Linked DNA regions of Zea mays: regions 1 and 2 are each linked to region 3. A link is a contact called in public Hi-C data. All regions are on one chromosome and are shown on one strand. Each heading gives the region's core, a stretch centred on a gene start, on an enhancer-like site or on the middle of the called end of the contact. The rest is flanking DNA. Distances are from core to core; before and after follow the strand shown. Region 1 holds the start of LOC100285835. Region 2 holds the start of LOC103634152 (serine/threonine-protein kinase). Region 3 holds the start of LOC542451 (cysteine protease 2).

Evidence for each region. A called contact is a pair of places that touch in the nucleus more often than the background predicts.
Region 1: a Hi-C map of tassel shows a contact between it and region 3, with 3 times the contacts expected there. The contact joins the promoter of LOC100285835 here to the promoter of LOC542451 in region 3. A contact is called at or near these places in 2 of 25 Hi-C or Micro-C datasets (leaf mesophyll and tassel).
Region 2: a Hi-C map of ear shows a contact between it and region 3, with 3 times the contacts expected there. The contact joins the promoter of LOC103634152 here to the promoter of LOC542451 in region 3. A contact is called at or near these places in 6 of 25 Hi-C or Micro-C datasets (bundle sheath, ear, leaf and 1 more).

What each region holds. Positions count from the first base shown.
Region 1 is chr7:127,037,451-127,041,272 of Zm-B73-REFERENCE-NAM-5.0, reverse strand. It overlaps LOC100285835, which reads right to left and starts at 1,603. Exons shown (of 5, transcript NM_001158725.2): 1 at 1,014-1,603. The coding sequence starts at 1,145.
Region 2 is chr7:127,105,616-127,109,378 of Zm-B73-REFERENCE-NAM-5.0, reverse strand. LOC103634152 (serine/threonine-protein kinase) reads left to right here and starts at 1,281. Exons shown (of 4, transcript XM_020541272.3): 1 at 1,281-1,957; 2 at 2,056-2,191; 3 at 2,465-2,601; 4 at 3,206-3,763. The coding sequence starts at 1,532.
Region 3 is chr7:127,281,807-127,285,596 of Zm-B73-REFERENCE-NAM-5.0, reverse strand. It overlaps LOC542451 (cysteine protease 2), which reads right to left and starts at 1,615. Exons shown (of 8, transcript NM_001112009.2): 1 at 1,344-1,615; 2 at 1,095-1,216; 3 at 871-992. The coding sequence starts at 1,537.

The DNA.
Region 1 (3,822 bases), core at 354-2,853, 240 kb after region 3:
TTTACCCATTGTCATCTCTATGTGAGGTGCTAATCAAACACCAGAGCAGCATGCCGCACTTTGCAGCAACGACGAGATGTTGTTGCATGGTGAGGACACGAGCCAAATAGGGCCTACGTGAACCGGAGACATCGGACAGACCGATATAAAAAAAAAAGTGGATCTGAGTCTCAAATACGGTGAGATAACTAATTGACTAGCAATAAGACTCCTGCTTTGCTGAGCCAGTAAAGCAACTGAAGCTGCAAGAGAGGAGATAAAAAGAAGACCAAAGCACGCCTGACCAGTCAAAAAGACGCTCGTTTCCCTCGATAAAAAAAAGAGGAAATCTAGTCCAGAACATGGAAAGCCCCAAACTGTGGCAGCCCAGCCCATAAGCAGCAGTAGTACATGTACAGTGCGGTACGGTACGGTACGGCGCACCGTGCACCGCACCATGTTTGCCTCTGCACGAACCCTCATGATGATGCCCGACGAGCCATGCCGTGTGCGTGTCCGCGAAGCAAGAACAGCAGGCGGACACGCCCACCCGCTGCTCCACGCGCAGCACTGACAGGGGCAGGCTGCGGCAATGGCACTGCCACTGCCCATGCCATGCCCCCGTCACCTCTATTCTCCCAAGGAACCGAACCGCACGCGCACGGCCCAAGAGCAAGAGGTACAGCCGCGGCACGCCCGAAGAGGGCAACTGGGGCAAAACCTGTCGCTGCGCCCTCGGGTTTAACTGCGCTGCCGCGATCCGCCGCCCTCCCGCTCTCATCCCCATACGAAGACGGAATAGATGGCGTGGTGTGCTCCAACGATCGACCAGATTTCGCACCAACCTGCCATTAAAAACTACTGCATCTCCCCACGCTAGTGCTGGAGCTGGGCCCTTCTACACACTGCACGCGACGAATCGGATCCTACTGGTGCTGGTAGTGGCGAACTTTATGAAGGTTTTATTAAATTGGGGCAAGTCAAAGGGGGAGTCGAACTTTATGAAAGGAACGCTGCTGCCGGCGATGCCTCACCTTGAGGAATTCGATCTCGCGGTTGAGCATCTGCAGCTCCAGCTGCGACCGCCGGCGGCCGCACAGGTCCGGGTACCTCGGCGGCGACTTGGGCCGTGGTGGCTCCAGCACCACCGCCACCTCCTCCCCCATGGACCTCACATGTACTAGCGGAGGCTAGCAGAGTACCTCCCACACCGTACCGGCGCACACCCGGCTAACGAGTCCCGGCCGGTGTTCGGGACTAGAGAAGCGGAATGTCGAGGAGCGAGTGGTGGCTGGCTGATGGTGGTACGGTATAAATCGCGGTGACGAGCAGGGGGCACAGCGGGCTGAGGCGGTGGAGGGTATCGCACGTACGAGGCGGGTGTGGCGGACAAGCTCGCGTTCGCGCGCCCGACGGAAGCAGGGCGAGAGGATGCGGAGGAGGTGGTGGGAGGTCTGGATGAGGAAGCGAGGAGCCGGACGTCCCCATAAATCACACTGTGAGCGGGGGCGACGAGAGGGAGAGAGAGGATGGCTGCGCGGGCAATAATGGCAGAGAGGGGGGGACGGCGTGACGTGGGGTTGAGAGAGAGAGAGAAACGGGAGAGCGGGGGCAGAGAGAGGAGGGGGAGCCGGGGAGGAGGAGGCTGCTGGGGTTTAATTGGTGGGGGCTTGTTTGACTGCGGGGTGGGCTCCACGCCCACAGGGCTGGGGTTTAGCTTGGACGGCGTGGGACGGGTCAGTAGGATCACGGACGGCGTGGGGTTTGCCTCCGTTCATGAGCTCAACAGTGCAAAACCATGATCGGCGTCGGTGAAAATCATGCCGAGCGCCGACCGCGGCGACGATCTGTTTCTGAACTTCAGTTTTTTTTAGGAGTGTTTGGTTGCTTCTGCTAAAGTTTAGCCCGTGTCACATCAAACGTTTGACTTTTAAATAGGAGTATAAAATATAGACCCAACCAACTGGACTAGATTCGTCTCGTCTTTTAATCTTCGGCTGATAAATTAGTTTTATAATCCGACTACATTTAATACCTGTAACGGAGGTTTAAACATTCGATGGGACAGAGGCTAAATTTTAGCGGGGTGTAACCAAACACCCCCTAGAGGATTTCTGAACTAAAACAGGCCTGGATCTGCACAGGGTCGCTCGGCTCGTGTCCTCCGGCAGAGAAGCAATGACCCTACCTGATGCAACAGCCCAGCCTATGAGATTGATGGCAGGTGGCAGCTATGAGAATATCATTTCCCTTTACAAAACGAGCACACGTTGCTCAAGATTCGTAGCCAGAACTACAACCTTTTAGCTATAATGACTTTTGACTAGTGTCGCTAAATACGTGCTATGATGTCATGTTTTTTCGTCCTGGAAAAGCAAACAGTGTCTCGTCTCCGAAGTGGATTTACATTCTATGAAAAATTTTAGATTTATGTTCTTGTGTAGGAAAACAATTATATTTGGAATGTAGGAAAAAAATCATGTTCATGTGTATTTCACGTAAATTTAGATTCATTCTAAAAAAATTACGTGTTTTTTGTGTGTGTGTGTCAAAATTCATAAGTTCAGAGAGTAACCCTAACCTTTTGAAGACCTAACCTATAATATCTCTCGTCTAACACCAGATCACTTAGTCAGAGTAACATGATGAAAAGATGGTCCCGAGTTTCGGGCGACGGTGTTTACGATATTTTGATCCTTTATTACAGTTCCTAAACTTCCCAATGCACACTGACACATCTCTACCGATCGCAGGTAACCCAACAGGGGTGAGTGCGGTGGTGCTGGTGCCCACGTCGGAGCGGTACTCTCCCTGATCTGGCAACGGGAAGAAAGCAGAACAGCACGGGGGACCTCGCGAGCCCGGGTGTCATTGTCAGCAGCGCCCGTACCGCGGGCCGTACGGAATGTCTCCTCGCCGGCCCACGCGCACGTCGGAGCTGGGCCCCACTGACGCAGTTGCTGTGGACTGGCCTGGGGCTGGGCCTGGGCCTGGCTCGCGGGGACTGAACAGCGCCCGGAGCCCGATCGAGCCATCGCAAATTCGCAACCGCGTGGCCGCTACTGCACACTGCTCTCTCTCTCTTTTTTCAAAAAAAAAAAGAAAAAAAGGAAAAGGGACGAAATTTCAATGCGCTCTCGGGCGGTGCGCTTCGTCCTCCGCTGCAGGAGGCCTGCTGCGAGTCTGCGACCCTGTGGGAGTATTGGTCTGTTGAAGTTGGAGCAGGCGAGCAGGTCGGCGCGGCGCGGCGCAGTAGTTGTGGTTGCTGCACACTGCACTGCACCTGCGTCCGGTTTCAATGCTCGTCACGCGCCGGATCTGCTGGCCTGGCGCCGGGCCGCCGGCGAGGAGTCCTGGTTCGTGCGGTGAGCCATGGAACGGAACGGTGGAAGAACCGAGGGCTTGCCGAGCAGCACACGCACAGGTAAGCCATCTCAGCAGCACCGTGGTCCTGCGACACGCCGTAACTTGGCATTGGACACACACACCTCTGGCCGACCGACAGGCCACGGGCACTGGCGCCATGGGACCGCCGATGTGGACAGGAGCGTGCGGGCGCGGGGCCCTGTCCGCACCGCACGCCCATCCACGGCCGAAAACGGCTCGCTGACGTGTGCCACTCAGGGGCGGCAGCAGGCTGCAGCTGCGAGCGGGACCCGACCAGAGGCCGGGCCCCGGGCCGGTGGGCGCGACGCGGCAGCGCTTTGTTTGTCCCCCTTGACGGTATCCGCGGCGGCCTGCAGCCTACGGCTGGTGCACACTAGTAGTTGTTGGCTTGTTGCAAAGCCAGAAGCCAGACAAAAGAAAGAAAGAAAGGTGCTGTTTGGTTCAAAAAATGTAACG
Region 2 (3,763 bases), core at 32-2,531, 180 kb after region 3:
AAAAAAATGCATCTAGCGTGTGCCAAGGAATAGGATGGGATAGTTTTTGCCCTGTCTTTTGCTCAGACAGGGACAGAGAGCAGAAAAAGGACACCGTTTCGTTTCGCAAACCCACCCACACCCATCCACACACCCACACAGCCCACAGGGGAAGACGATACAACGCGTGGCTACGTCAGAGCTGTGCCATGCATGGGCAGACTTTCCGGCAGCAGTTGGTAGGTACTAGGTACTAGGATAGATTAGGCGGAGATCGATATGCACGAATCTCATTCCAATTCCAACGCCAGGCAAAAAGTTGTTGCTGCTATAGGATTAGGCGGCACACGAACTAGTAGAGTTTAGACTCTAATCTACCTCGTGTTCTCTAGCGTTTTGGACCAGCACTCCATCATCGTCCTCGTCGTAGCTTGCAAAGCCGTCGTGACGTTGACACTTGGCCATGCATGGCATATGGCACGGTCCGGCTAAAACAGCGGCGACGCCCAGTTCCGTTACGCGCCCCGGCTGGGTTTAGCTAGGCCATACCATATCGATCCCTTGCTTGCTTTTTTTTACTTGCCCTTTCCACACAAGTTGCAAATTAAGCGTCACCTGCGGACCTCCGTTTTTTTTTACTTGCCCCAGACGAGCACTGAGCAGACAAATCCACGGCTCTTCTCTGCCATCGAACGAAAGTTACGAAACCGCTCTGTAACTAACTAACTACTACGAAAACTAGCGCAAGCCGCCAGCAGCAGTAACCGGATCGGATGAAACACCTTTGGACTAACTACTATGGACTCGCTAAACTATTCGTAGGTGTGACGCTGCACAGTTATAGGGTGTTTAGTTTGATGAATCATTTCATCTAATTAAATTGATGTGGTGTATTATAGGTTTATTCTTCAAATTTGGTGGGGTGACTACATTACTCATATTAGTACTAAGAACTAACTATTAGAAATAAGGTGATGATAAATCAACTTATTATATTTTTTATAGACCAAACAAAAAATAGTGAGAAACAAGAAGATGATAGACTAGCTCATTACTCAAATCAAACACATCATTACTCACCGAGTCACCCGGTTGCTGTTTTCCCTTTCAGCCTTGGGGGAGCTGTTGGGGACTTTACGAGCGGTGACGCCGTGCGCCCCAGCTACCAGTCACCATGCAGCGTTGTCCAGTCCAGTGGTGAGGTGTGGTGTTCTCTCCCGGTGTTTGTCCCCTGTTTGCGGCGGGGTCACATCACCCGCGGTTTTGGTTTTGCCGCGCGCTCAAAGTCGTTGCCAGAACCACAAGCCGCGCTCCTCCAAGTCAGGGCCGGCCATCCGTGCGGGCGCTCACCGGTTGGGTGCGCTGCGCCCGCGATGCCATCGCCGTCTCCCCAGCCGCGAGCGCGCGCGCGCTTATAAAACGCTTGCCTGCCCACCTGCGCTTCTCCCCAACTAAGCCTATCTCTCTCTCTCTTCTCTCCCAGACCTTCCCTCCGGCCAGCCTCAATCTCCCGCGTGAGCTCCTCGAACGCACCTCTCTCGATCCGACTGACATGGCCGGCGCCCAGTCCTGGAGGACCTACCTGTGCTGCGTGGGCGGCAGCGCGGCGGTCGAGGACGACGGCTCGACGCTGCGGCGGCGGCGGAGGCGCGGCTGCGGCGGCGGCAGCAGCAAGGACAGCCCGAGGTCGTCGTCGTCGCGGATGTCGCTCACGAGCCTCGGCTCGTCGTCGGAGACGCTCTCCCCCGAGGACCTGTCGCTGACGCTGTCCGGGTCCAACCTGCACGCCTTCACGTACGCCGAGCTGCGCTCCGCCACGGCCAGCTTCTCCCGCGCCAACTTCCTCGGCTGCGGCGGGTTCGGCCCCGTGTACAGGGGCGCCGTCGGCGAGGCCCTCCGCCCGGGCCTGCGCGCGCAGGACGTCGCCGTCAAGTACCTCGACCTGGAGGGCGGCGCGCAGGGGCACAAGGAGTGGCTGGTGAGTGGATAATGCATACGCCGGTCACCGGCTCGATCGACCGGATCAGACGCTGACCGAACCTGCGGGGGGTTTTGTCGTTTTGTTTGCTCTCGCAGGCTGAGGTGTTCTTCCTCGGGCAACTGAGGCACAAGAACCTGGTGAAGCTCATCGGCTACTGCTACGAGGCCGAGCACCGGATGCTGGTGTACGAGTTCATGAGCTTCGGGAGCCTGGAGAACCACCTGTTCAAAAGTGAGCTCTTTTTTTCCTGCTTCTGGTCGCCTCGCGTGCTAGCTTGGTCGATTTTTTTTTTGAGCCCAACAAGCAAAGCCTCCGGTTTCCGTTGCTTCTGTTTAAAGTCGTAGGACTAGGTGAGCTCTGTAATGTGCCTTCTGGAGGAGCAAAATATTTTTTTGCCTAGTAGATGCTGTATACGCTGCCAGGTCGCATGCCTACACATGCACAAGCCTTGGTCAATGCCGGGGAGGAAGTAAATACTCACATGAAACGTCCTTGTCGCTGCAGGTACCAACGGCGCCCTCCCATGGATGACGAGGATGAAGATCGCCGTCGGCGCGGCCAAGGGCCTCGCCTTCCTCCACGACGCTGACCCGCAGGTGATCTACCGCGACTTCAAGGCCTCCAACATCCTGCTCGACTCGGTAAGCGAGCTCATAGCTATATATATATAGTTTCCCTTTCTACTTGCGTCAGGCAAGCACTTCCCGTCACAGCACACTGCTAGGCACTCGCCCACAAAAGGACGCGGTTCCGAAATGCAAGCTCACTTGCAAACGGTAACTACCAACAAAAGAGGATGACAAACCTGGGGCCCAGGTCCCACAATTGCATGAATTCAATTTACCAGCAGAAATCTTATAAAAAATACTGTATTAATTTTGAACCTTTTGACCACGCGAGTCACCCAAGTGGCCATTCAGTACCACATCCTGCAGCGTCACACGTTTCTGAACCACGCACACTTTTGCTGGCACGTCATGGGAAGCCTTGACCTGATTGGAACTTGGAAGATTATTGCTGGGCAAACAGCCAAACACCAAACCTGAGAAAATCTCTGGTTATCCAGCCTACACTCACATCAACAGCAACTCAGCAAGCCAAAATATCCTAACCGTCACTGTCAGCCTGTCCCACACAGGCACCCCACAGGCGATCAAACGTGAACAGTTCTCAATAGACCACTAATACGTAGATGAATCCAACATGCCTACTCTGTCGACCTAACTGTATCTTCTCTGCTTACAGGACTACAACACCAAGCTGTCCGACTTCGGTCTGGCCAAGGACGGGCCACAGGGCGACGAGACGCACGTGACGACACGTGTCATGGGGACGCACGGGTACGCGGCGCCCGAGTACATCCTGACGGGCCACCTAACCGCCAAGAGCGACGTGTACAGCTTCGGCGTGGTGCTTCTAGAGCTGCTCTCGGGCCGGCAGTCGGTGGACCGGTCGCGGCGGCCGCGGGAGCAGAGCCTGGTGGACTGGGCCAGGCCGTACCTCAAGCACCCCGACAGGCTGTACAAGGTCATGGACCCGGCCCTGGAGTGCCAGTACTCGTGCAGGGGCGCCGAGGTGGCGGCCGTCGTGGCCTACAAGTGCCTGAGCCAGAACCCCAAGTCCAGGCCCACGATGCGGGAGGTGGTCAGGGCCCTGGAGCCCGTGCTCGGCATGGACGACTTCTTCCCTGCCGGCCCGTTCGTCTTCACCATCAGCGTGGAGGAGGACAAGGTGGTGGGCGTCAAGGTGGAGGTGGAGGAGCACCGGAGCCACCAGGACAGACACCGCCACAAGTACCCCAAC
Region 3 (3,790 bases), core at 366-2,865:
CAAAAAAACTATAGCATCCAAGACTAGTTGAAGTATTAATTTGTAACCACGTCACATGGCTCAGAACTAGTAAAGCAACGCCTTGCAAAACTGCGAAAACCACTATTGGACTAGTAAGCATGTATCTCACAACTGCTGTTCTATAATCATTAAAGATACATGGTTGCTAACAAGGCACCAGCTAGTTAATTAAGGGGGTGTTTGGCAGACCTCGTGAGGGGCTCCTTGAGGGGAGCTGGAGCCGTTTTGGAGAAGCTAATTTGTGGCTCCTCAAAAGCAGCTACGGCCCCTTTGTATTTCACTGAAAATGGTTCTTCCTATAAACTGTTTGGTAGGGCTTTTGTTTTTCGCTGAAAATGGCTCTTCCTATAAATAGTTTGGTAGAGCTCCTCCGGGGAAGCCGGAGCTGAGAAAGAGCTCTCCCAAAGAGGCTCTAAACAATTTTGCGGTTTTGTTGGAAACATAAACCAAATTTGAGAAGTTCCACTGTTGCAATTAGTACTGCAAAGAAAGGGACCATTAACTTCATCATGTGATGGGGCCAAGGAAGGAAGTGGCTGAAAAACATTGCTTGTCATGGTGGGACCGGCAGAGCAAATAGGCAAAAGCTAGAGACCACAAAGCATGAAAACAACGAGAAAATACTGCAGCCACAGGCCCACAGACAAGCTGCGAACCCCCCTGTAAAGCGGTAAAGCCTAAATAAACTGAACCAACACAGGGCCGTCTCATGCCGTTACAAATGAAATCACAGTACCAACGTGGCTACAACCTACTCGCCTGCCCGTTTGGGAGTCAAAACGTTACGTTACAAGACAGAGAGGATTATCTGTGACGAGTGACGACCGACGAACAGCTTTGGTAACTCACCGTCTCCGGCAGCGCAACGGCGGCGGCGCGCATCCGGTGGTTGCCGGTAAGCGTGGCGGAGCAGTTCTGGGCTGCGCCGAGCCGGGTCGCACGGAACTCCTCCCAGCTCATGTCCGCGAAGCCTGTACACCAGCCACACATAACAAACATATGAGAATCCGGGACGCGCTGAAGCCCACGGTTACAGATTGGGGCGAGGAGGACTGAGGCGGTCAAGGTCATACGGTTGATGCCGAGGCGGTAGGAGAGGCCTTTCCGATTGGTGGAGCGGACGAGCTGGAGACTCTCGGAGAAGATCCTGAACCGCTTGTGGACCTCCGCCGCGCTCTCGTAGCTCTTGCCGTACCTGTATCGCGAGACGGCGGCGGCATAACCGCAGAAATCGTGAGGCCATCATGGAGAATGGAAACGGGAGGGCGCACGGCGGCGGGGTTTGGACCGCTGGCCGCTGGATTAGGTGACTGGGTGCTCACCTCACAGCGAAGCGTGCGAAGCGGAGCGCGTCGCGGGTGCGGCCGAGCGCGGCGAAGACCGTGGACTCGAGCGCGGAGGCCGCGCGGTCGGTGACGGGGCGGATCGGGTTCGAGTCCGCGAAGCCGGAGTTGGCCGCGGCGGCGGTGGCCGCGAGGGCGACGACGGCGAGGACGAGCAGGCGGCGTGGGGCCATCTCGACGGCGGGACTGGCAATATTTTACTGGGTTCTGTGAGGGAGTAAGGCGAGAAGAATGGCCTGCTGGCACGAGCGTCGGATGTCCGGCACCACCCGGCTGCTATATACTGCGTTGGGCCCCTCCATTCCGTTTGATAATTTTTTCTATTATGAAGTCCTACTATTATCCACTGTTTTTTATGGCGTTAAATTTTATTTTCGATGCTTTTGTTAATCACACTTGACACAGTCGTTTGATCGTCCAACTTAAATATCAGGTAACTACATCTATTAAAAAAATGAGAAACATCAGCGCGTTTCAAACGAACCCAAACAGACTCTCGGTTCCGCGTTCCAAAATTGGTGCAGTGCAGTTGTTTAGATCCATTTTCCATTTACACTTGCGAAGCAAAATTCGTAGTATACCCTTGCATGCAGACAGTGACAAAACCAACCGTGACGCCATTGGTGACGCTTGACTGAGCATGATTGAGCTCGGAGAAGGAGATGCTGATTGGGCCAGTGAGAAAGTAGTGAAGATGACGCGGCGGTGAATCTAGAGAATCTATTCCAATTTTCAAGGCATGGCCGCATGGGAAGATATTTTGCTGCTGGGGCTGGGAGGCGACGACCGCTTGGGATTGAGCCACTTGCCGCATTGAATGGAGCGCACAGAAACAAGACGACGGCGATGGAGCAACGTCTCGGACACTACAAGCGGACATTGCTGGTGTGCCTCTTTGGGTGAAAATTGTGCTCATGACAATTGACAGCGTAGAAATCGATTGAGTGCTAATACCATTTCTCAATGATGATTTCATAACACTACTTTTAAAGCTGTCATATCAGTATCTGTATTCAGAGTTTCACTCCTCATGAAACTCTCTCCCTTTTTTATGAAACCCACTCATATATCTTTTTATTAGATTGCATATTATGTCATCATGTTTGCTTAGTTGGCATGCTATTTAACAAGAATGAAATACACATAAAACTCCCACTAAGAATGACTAACAATATACGAGAAACTTAGGGCTTTGGAACCTAGGGTAAGTGGTTAGGAACCAAGTCAGATCAAGTGACCGATGATGCACAAGAGTGGGTAGACGACGTGTCATGCCTGGTTGTAGGCCTCGTAGAATCAGGTCGCATGGCTTGGGATGATCTTAGATTGAGGCTATGGCTACAAACCTAGCAACATCTTGCCACCATTATTTAGGAGTCGCTTCTCCAACATCATATATACACTAGGATATTGCGGTGGAGGGCCTCCACTACATCGAGAGCTTGTCGGAGACAAGATGTTGCTACGAGATGGGGGTGCTCGTTTGCAGAGTGCAGCAAAGAGGGATGGATGGTTATGAACGTTGGATATAGATCTAGTGGCCAGTGTTGTGGTTTGTACATGTTTGTCCGAGGCATACAGTTTGTACTTGATCTGCCGCCAAAAAATTAACATGACTATTTACACACGATTTACACTGAACGGTTGGTTTACACATAATACGTTCTCTATAGCTACTTATATAGCATTCTTTCGTTCAACCGCCACAAGATTTGCCACGAACAGAAGATTTTTGTGCTGGATGTGGGAGATAAGATACTTCGAGTGAGAGTACTTGCTCGATACACGGCAACGGCATCATTCTGAAAGTAGAATCAGAAGGAATATTCTCTATAGGTGAACACGTCAGTTGGATGTTACGTATTATTTATATTACGCCCCGTTTGGATCATTGGAATTGAATTCTATTCTAATAATAGTAATTTAGGCATATATCAATTAAGCTAATTCAGTTTTATACAAAATATATTTGTATACTATTATTAGCAAGATATCGAAGATATTTATGTGCTATATTTTTACTATAGAGGAGTGAGATGAAGAGTGTCACGTAAGTTACAGAGTAGAAACAAATTCTACTACTGTATAAAATCATTTCCCATCCCCCACCCCATGAATTTGAGATAGACTAATATATGAACTTTGGAAAGTGGTGGAATGTCAAATTCCAAACTAAATAAGTTACTTTATTGAGTGAATTTCAATTCCTCTAAAATGAAGGGATCCAAACGCCTCGTTATGTTAAATTAAGGTTGAATCACTGGATTGTCTTGGTGCATGTCCAGAAGACCAGAAGTATCAGCGACCGGGCATCCAAGGACACGTGGACGGTATCGGCGAGTTACCCGCCGCTACGGTGCATTCCGACCGTAGCCATGCATGGCGTAGATATTTGTCGACTGGCAACCGTATGCAATAGTTCTTGG